2 separate regions of the Astyanax mexicanus genome follow, and region 2 is linked to region 1. A link is a contact called in public Hi-C data. All regions are on one chromosome and are shown on one strand. The core of a region is the stretch at or near the end of the contact, and the rest is flanking DNA. Distances in the headings are between cores, read along the strand shown. Region 1 holds the start of smurf2 (SMAD specific E3 ubiquitin protein ligase 2). Region 2 overlaps smurf2 (SMAD specific E3 ubiquitin protein ligase 2).

Region 1 (3,812 bases), core at 94-2,593:
GTGTAAATAAAATAAATAAACAAATGAGAAACAGTGTGGTTGAAATACTTTTGACTGTGACTTTGGAGATTAATTTTTTTTCATTTTATTTAATTTTTTTTTTTTTTAATGGGAAATCTTCATGAAAAATGCTCAGTAGTCCTGGAGTAGGCATAAACCATGTATAGGGAACTGGCCCATAACACAATGTGGCAGGTAAAGGGGAGAACTAGAATAAGAGAGGTGTGTGTTTTTTTTTTTTTTTTTCTTTTTTTTTTTTTTTTTTTTTTTTTTTTTTGGGGGGGGGGGGGGGGGCTCTGTCTGATTCTGTTACTTTCTTCGGTCTCTGCCACTCAGTCTCTCAATACCCCCTTTTTGTATATTTTTACTCCTTTTCTTTAATTCTGTCTCAATCTTTTTCTGACTCATTCTTGCTCTCACTCTCAATGTTCTTTCCATTCTCCCTCTTTTTCTCTGCATCTTTTATCTAATCTTTCTCACTCAGTCTCTTATTTTCCCCTCTACTCATTCTAGCACTTTTGGTCTCACTATCTCCTCCATATTTTCACATTTTTCTCTTGCTCATTCTCTACCTCATTCTTTCCTTTTTTTTATTCTGTCAGTTTTTCTTGCTTTCATTCTCCATATTCTCTTTTTTTTTTCTATTTTCCCTATTTTATTTTTGTTGCCTCTTTTTATATAATCTCTCACTGTTCTTTTACTGTAATCTTTCATTCTCTCTCCCTATTCTCACATTTTTCTCTTGCTCATTTTAATTTTTTTTTTCTTTTCTCCTTCCTCCAATTTCCCCCCCCCCCCCCCCTCTCTTTTTCTTCAATTATCCCCTCTTGGGTTCTCTTTGCCTCTTGTTCTCATCTTTTTCTCTCTTGCTCGGTCCATCCTTTCCCCTTCATTCTTGCACTCTTTTAGTCTCATTCTCTCATTTTTTTTTTCTCTCCTAAACTCTCATCTAATTTTTATTGCTCTTTTTCTCCATATATATTTTTTCAGTTTCCCCTTTGATTCTCTCTGCCACTTACCTCATCTTTCTCACATTTTTTTGCTCATTTTCTACCCCTCATTCTCACTCCATTCCTATTCTTAAATTTTCTTTTTCTTGCTCTTTTGTACATATTCTCATTTTCTTTCTCCTTTTATTCTCCCTGCCTCTTATATAATCTTTTTTTTGTTTCTTAGTGTCTTTTTTTTCCCTTTACTAATTCTCTCTTCCCTTTTTTTTCCCCCTACTTCCATTTATTCTTTTGGTCTCACACTATCCTATTCTCACATCTCTCTTTTTCTCTCTATCATCTATTCTCCCTCTCTCCCTCTCTCTCCCCTCCCCTCCAGATCTGAACATATGCCAGTAGGCAGTGACGGACTGTAGGCAGTAGGGTGTTCAGCTCCCTAGTAGCAGTGTCTCCCTCTCTGCTCAACTTTTCCCCCAGGCTTATACTCAGTCCTCCTCACTGAATGGGCTCAGGAGAGGCGCGTACAGCTCCATCAAACCCAATACTCCGTTTTAAACCGATTTATCACCGTCTAAACCGCTTTTTAACCTGAGAAAACTGCACGTAGCTAGTGTAGAGAGTGAGTGGACATGGCTCCAGCAGCGGCTCCGTGCACATCCGGGCCATAGCGCAGCGCCTCCATTATTATTCCCAGCTCACTGTGAGTGAGAGAAAGCGGCCAGGCTGGCTCAGCGCAACGAGCAGAAAACGGGCAATAAAAAACAAACCGGGGCTTTAACACGGGATTTCTCCGACCAAGCTGGAAAGATAAGGGACATGTCTAATCAAGGGGGAAGGAGAAACGGGCCTGTGAAGTTGCGTTTAACAGGTAAGAGCGCTGGAAGCTGAAGATGATGAAGCTGCGAGAGACAGCCGCCAGCAGCGGCTTTGGTGTAGCTAGCGCTTAGCTGTAGCGTATTCGAGTAGGCTAAGCTAAGTAGCTAGCATAGCATGAATGAGTAAATATCTGCAAAATGTATCGTCTAATAAAAGATAGTTCTAATTTAACTATACGTTTAATTATTAAATAGTTAGCTGGCTAAGTCTGAGCTCCTATTGATGGGTAGTTAGCTAACTAGCTAGCTAACCTATCGTAATCTATGAGGCTGGCTAGTCCTGCTAGCTGTGATTAGCTAGGCTAGCTAGCTTGGTTGCTATGGAGCTTAAAAGCCTAGGTTATAACCCAGCGTTTGGTTAGCTAGGTTAAGTATTTAACTAGTTTAATTTGCAATGTTTAACATTATTTAGCCAATGTTTGATCAAAATGTTATTTGCTATTAATAAACGTGAAATATTTAAGTATTTAATAGTGTGATACTCATAGTTTTAATCGTTTTATCAGTGCTTTTTTCTGTTTTTAACCTGTGAGGTGGTGAAATATCCTTTATAATTTAAAATTAGATCCATAAATGGTTCCTAGACGTAGTCATTTATTTACCACATACCAGACATTTATTTCTCACTTTATTCACTCTTTCATTCTCTCCTCTTTCTCTCTACTTATTTTGTTTAGGGAAATAGTAGTTAATTACTGCAGAATTCAAGTTACGTCTAATAATAGATGGGTTAGCTATCTAGCTTATATTTGACTTAAATGTACTTTGCCTTTTAGAAACTTCAAATATTTAACGTTAAGTATTTATTGGTGTAATATTCTTAGTTTTAATCCGTTTAACATAGTTTTTATTTTCGTTTTAAACTGAGGTGTTGAAATGTGCTTTATAATAAAAAAAATATATCCATAAATATTTATTTTTCAGTCATTCAGTCCCTTTCATTCTCTCCTCTTTTTCTCTCTGCTTATTTAACGGGAATTAATGGTTAATTACTGCAGGATTCTAAGTCTTATAATAGCTAGCAAATATATATGTTTATATATGTAATGACACTGTAATTTTGAGCTCCAATTGCTAATATTAGCTAACATAATTTCTGTGGAGCTTAAAAGCAGAGCTAAGCTAAGTACGTAGTTAAATCTGCAGTTTGTATACTTGTTTCTATATTTGAATTCAATGTACCTAGTAATATTTCAATATTTGATGTTATAATATTCATAAATGTAATATTTTTACAATGCTTTTTGTGTTTTGAACCTGTGATTTGCTTCATATTTCAAAAAGAATTGAAAAGATCCATAGGTTAAGTGTTCAGATGTTATAAATCATAATCTGTTAACCAGTTGTTTCACCATCTCCGTCTGGAGTTTTAAAGCTGACATAAGTCATAGCTATGTTTTTGAATCTGCATTTTGTATATTTGAATGAAGTTTACATCACTTTAAATAAAAGTGAAATATTTAATGGTGCCGTTCATTGATACATTGAATTTTAACAATGCTGTTTTTATAAAATCTGGAAGTGCATCTGATTCAGCATTTTAAAATACCAAAAGCAGCCTTTAATCAAAAGGTTGTGTGGCATGATCGGACCATTTATAGAGTCAGCCATTACTAATAAGATAAGAAAAACATAATTGCTTTAAGTTTTAGTTTGGTAATAGGTGGTACATTTTCTTAAATGTTTCAGAGACTTTAAATTAAGTTAGCTATCTATACTTGTTTGGTATGGCTGGGGTTTGCACAGTTCCTACTGTCACATAAGGCTGGGTTCAGTTTAGCTAGCTATGAGTAGTAAGTTAAAGAAAGCCAGTTGACTTCTTAGGTTTTCTTAGGACTTCTTTCTTGCACACCCATTGAATTTCACACCCAGGGCTTTTTCTATAGCATCCATTCATGTTAAATCACCCTGTTTGTAAGCTAAAGAGAATGCCCCATTTTTGTGGGGCAGATTTGAAAGGCTGGCTATTGTCATGTTAAATCAGGCA
Region 2 (3,872 bases), core at 955-3,454, 73 kb after region 1:
TAGGAATCATACCGCCAAGTGATGAAGATGAGGCCAAAAGACTTGTGGAAGAGGCTGATGGTGAAGTTCAGAGGCGAGGAAGGTCTGGACTATGGAGGCGTGGCCAGGTCTGACTCTGATTGTGAAATAGATTTGTGAAAATAATCGCTGGGGATGCACTGAATGTTATAAACTGAAATAAATCATTCAATGATGGCTAAAAAAATACTAGGTGTTCGGACAAATAAGTGAGAACATTTAGTTTAAAAACATATCCTTTGAACCCAACAATTATTAATATACTAGTTCTGTCTATAGTCAGTATTTTTAAGTTATAATCATTTTTGTTTTTTTAATTGCATTTGCTTTTAATCTATTCATTGGTGGGAAAAGGGGTTTTAAACAAATGTTTCATTTTGGTGCATCTCTACTAATGACCTTAAACTGTTTTTCAACCATAGTCATGGAGTATCACTGCCCAGCTCAGTTTTAAGCAGCCACAGGGTCTCATGACAACAAGTGAAGTAACATACCGGTAACTCTGTTGTCAGGATTGAGAATAATTCAGCTAGCAATTTGTAGTTAAAACAAAAATTGCTCTTCGCTTTTGGTACCATATTTCATGGCGGAACGAATGGAAGTAAATTTGCTACTTATACATCGTCTTATACATATAAAGTATCGCATTACCTAAGACTTGAAAAATAGAAATAAAAACATATCTAGACAAAAATGTCATTCATAGAGATCAGTCGATCTGGTCTGATCTGCCTCCTTTTATATGAAGGTAGTCTGGACACTAGTCCCTCTGGTGGGGACCAGTGGGAAGTGCATCACCTGATTGTAACTAAAAGCTGCTTTTCTATAGTGAACATTATATAGTGAATTTATTTCGGACAATATAAAGTCCCAGAAATCATTGTGATAAAACTTATGCCACTGATTTGTTCAAAATATAATAATACAGTAAATACAGTATTTTAAAGCACAGTAAAATGTTAATTATTAAGAATATTGAGACATTAGGATTGGATTATTTTTTATTATTATTTCTTCTGATAATTCTGATGAAAGACTTATTTTTATATTTATTCATAGGAATTATTTTACATTGTTCTTTTTTTATATTATCACTGTTATTTTTGGTGTTGCGCTTAAGGTTACATCATGAGGCTAAACAGACTACAGTTTTAGATATAAATAAATAAATTAACACAAATGAATGAATGAATGAATGAATACATAAATACATACATACACAAATTAATAGTTGTATTAATAAATAAATTAATAAATACACACATGAATAATTGTATAGATAAATACAATCTTATACATTTTGTCATGGAAAAATACACACGTAAAATGATATTAGGAATCTATTTTAATATTTCCATGCGTGAACCTTTATTTCTGTATTTATTTATTTATTTATTTAGAGATGAATTCGCAGACAGCGATTAAGCCTAATTCTTGCCTTTTTTTTTTTCTTTTAATGGGGAAAATCCATTTAAACTGTTGTGCAGTCCAAGACTAGATAAGTGTGCTGCTTTGTTGGCTTTTCCAGACTAAAATATCTCCAAACAAATGGCATTTTACCCAGAACAAAAGCTGGGTAATGGTATTAGCTCTCGGTTACAGACTGAAGCTGCTGTGGGTTCATGTTAAGTTGTTAAGTTGTGGAGTAGAACCTGGATCGGTAAAAAGGACAAAAAGGTTAAAAAATCCTAATAAAGTAAAACATAAATGAAATAAAACCATTGCTTTTAAACAGAATAGACACAGCAGCTCATTCACATTCACAATTTGAGCATTTGTACAATTAATCAATATCGTAATTATGATGAAAGGACTGAAAGGCCTACTGTGCCTAATTTGTCCGTGTTTGTGTGTGAACGCAGGGAGTGGCTGTACCTCCTCTCTCACGAGATGCTGAATCCATACTACGGGCTCTTCCAGTACTCACGAGATGACATCTACACTCTACAGATCAACCCAGACTCCGCCGTTAACCCGGTACAGAACTGCATTTCTCACTGAGACAGACTCTAACTGTCCTATTTGGCTTTTTTCAGCCATGTGGAGAACCTCTGCTCTGCTGGTGCAATATGTTCATCAATTATTGATCCTAAAACTGCTTTTTCGTTTTAGGAACACTTGTCCTACTTCCACTTCGTGGGCCGAATAATGGGCATGGCTGTGTTCCACGGCCACTACATCGATGGCGGCTTCACCCTGCCCTTCTACAAACAGCTGCTGGGCAAACCCATCACCCTGGATGACATGGAGTCTGTGGACCCTGACCTCCACAACAGTCTGGTCTGGATCCTGTAAGTGCTTGTTCATGTGCATTTAGGCTGTTTAATCTGTTTAAAAGAGTTATTAGAACATGTTTTTATATGTACACTGAAATATCATGAGAGTCATGGGAGCAGGAAGGGTGTTCCATGACTTTTGTCATGTCCCATGGAAGCTAATGAACTCTTAAGTCTGTTAAGTCTTACTTAAGTAGAAATGTTAGTAATCTCTACTATTCCTATTTTTCGGACGACTTTTTACTTCTACCTCCCACATTTTCACACAATTATCTGAACTTTCTACTCCTTACATTTAAATAAAAATAGCCTCGTTACTCCTATTTAATTTCAGCTTGTTTTCATTGCAGCTTCTCATCGTTCAATAAAACCCCTATCCAGATAAATCTCTCCATCCAGATAGAGTGATGAGATCTGAATGTGATTGGATGTAGAGAAGTATAAATATATACCATTCCGACACCCTATTGGTTTATACTGTGATCCATCACACCTGCACACACACCCCCCCCAGACACACACTCCAGCAAGAACATAGCAGACGTATGTAGTCTAGTATGAAGATGATCCGTGCAGAGACTCAAAAGAACTCCAGACAAACTCCAGTCCACCTATGCTTCTTTAATATATTTACATTGTAGCTACTGAAATACATATATTTTCACATATGCATAGGGAACATATGCAGCTGAAACAGTAGAGAGCCTAGTGCATCGCAAATTATATTATCAACATTAACATTTTAATAATTAATATAACATTATAGTCATTATGGCTTTTAGATAAATGTTTTTTGGGGAGGCGGGTAGTGCACTATAGGACTCTGTGGGCGTGGCCTAAGCTTTTGTTCTTAATGGCTTTATTTTTTTTCCTTACATTACTTTTACTTTTATACTTTAAGTAGTTTTGAATCCAGTACTTTTTAAACACTTTTACTTAAAGAGTAAATAGCTGAAGAGTTGATATTTCATCTTCTACAGACGTATTGATCAAAACCATATGATCATTGTGCTTACTGCTGTCCCATGACTTTTGGCATATCAGTATGAACATCATTATACATAAGTTGGGTTAATGATGTTGAATCTTTTCTCTTTGAGTAGTTATTGAGTCAAACTTTCAATCCCACATTAACATTGGTATATTACTGTACTGTGCTGTATTTCTGTACGTTATATAATGTGAAAATACAGCTCTAAAAAAAAACACTTCCGTTTCTGAATCAGTTTCTTTGATTTTGCTATTTATAGGTTTATGTTTGAGTAAAATTAACTTTGTTGTTTTATTCTATAAACTACAGACAGCATTTCTCCCAAATTCCAAATTAAAAAATATTGTCATGAAATGGCTGAAATAACAAAAAAGGTGCAGAGCTTTCAGATCTCAAATAATGCAAAGAAAACAAGTTTATATTCATAAAGTTTTAAGAGTTCAGAAATCAATATTTGGTGGAATAACCCTGGTTTTTAATCACAGTTTTTATGCATCTTGGCATCATGTTCTCCTCCACCAGTCTTACACACTGCTTTTGGATAACTTTATGCTACTCACTCCTGGTGCAAAAAATTCAAGCAGTTC

What was found. A called contact is a pair of places that touch in the nucleus more often than the background predicts.
Region 2: a Hi-C map of muscle shows a contact between it and region 1, with 12 times the contacts expected there. The contact joins the enhancer-like site here to the promoter of smurf2 in region 1. A contact is called at or near these places in 2 of 3 Hi-C or Micro-C datasets (both in muscle).

Annotation. Positions count from the first base shown.
Region 1 is chr19:37,946,433-37,950,244 of AstMex3_surface, forward strand. It overlaps smurf2 (SMAD specific E3 ubiquitin protein ligase 2), which reads left to right and starts at 1,344. Exons shown (of 20, transcript XM_049467631.1): 1 at 1,344-1,818. The coding sequence starts at 1,767. kpna2 (karyopherin alpha 2 (RAG cohort 1, importin alpha 1)) reads left to right here. Exons shown (of 10, transcript XM_022665047.2): 10 at 1-31.
Region 2 is chr19:38,018,402-38,022,273 of AstMex3_surface, forward strand. smurf2 (SMAD specific E3 ubiquitin protein ligase 2) reads left to right here. Exons shown (of 20, transcript XM_049467631.1): 13 at 4-107; 14 at 1,881-1,995; 15 at 2,131-2,309. Among protein-coding and RNA genes, the nearest start is that of ddx5, 13 kb to the right of the region's middle. Within about 2 kb of position 2,205, the one cell type or tissue checked has an H3K27ac peak away from gene starts, as active enhancers do.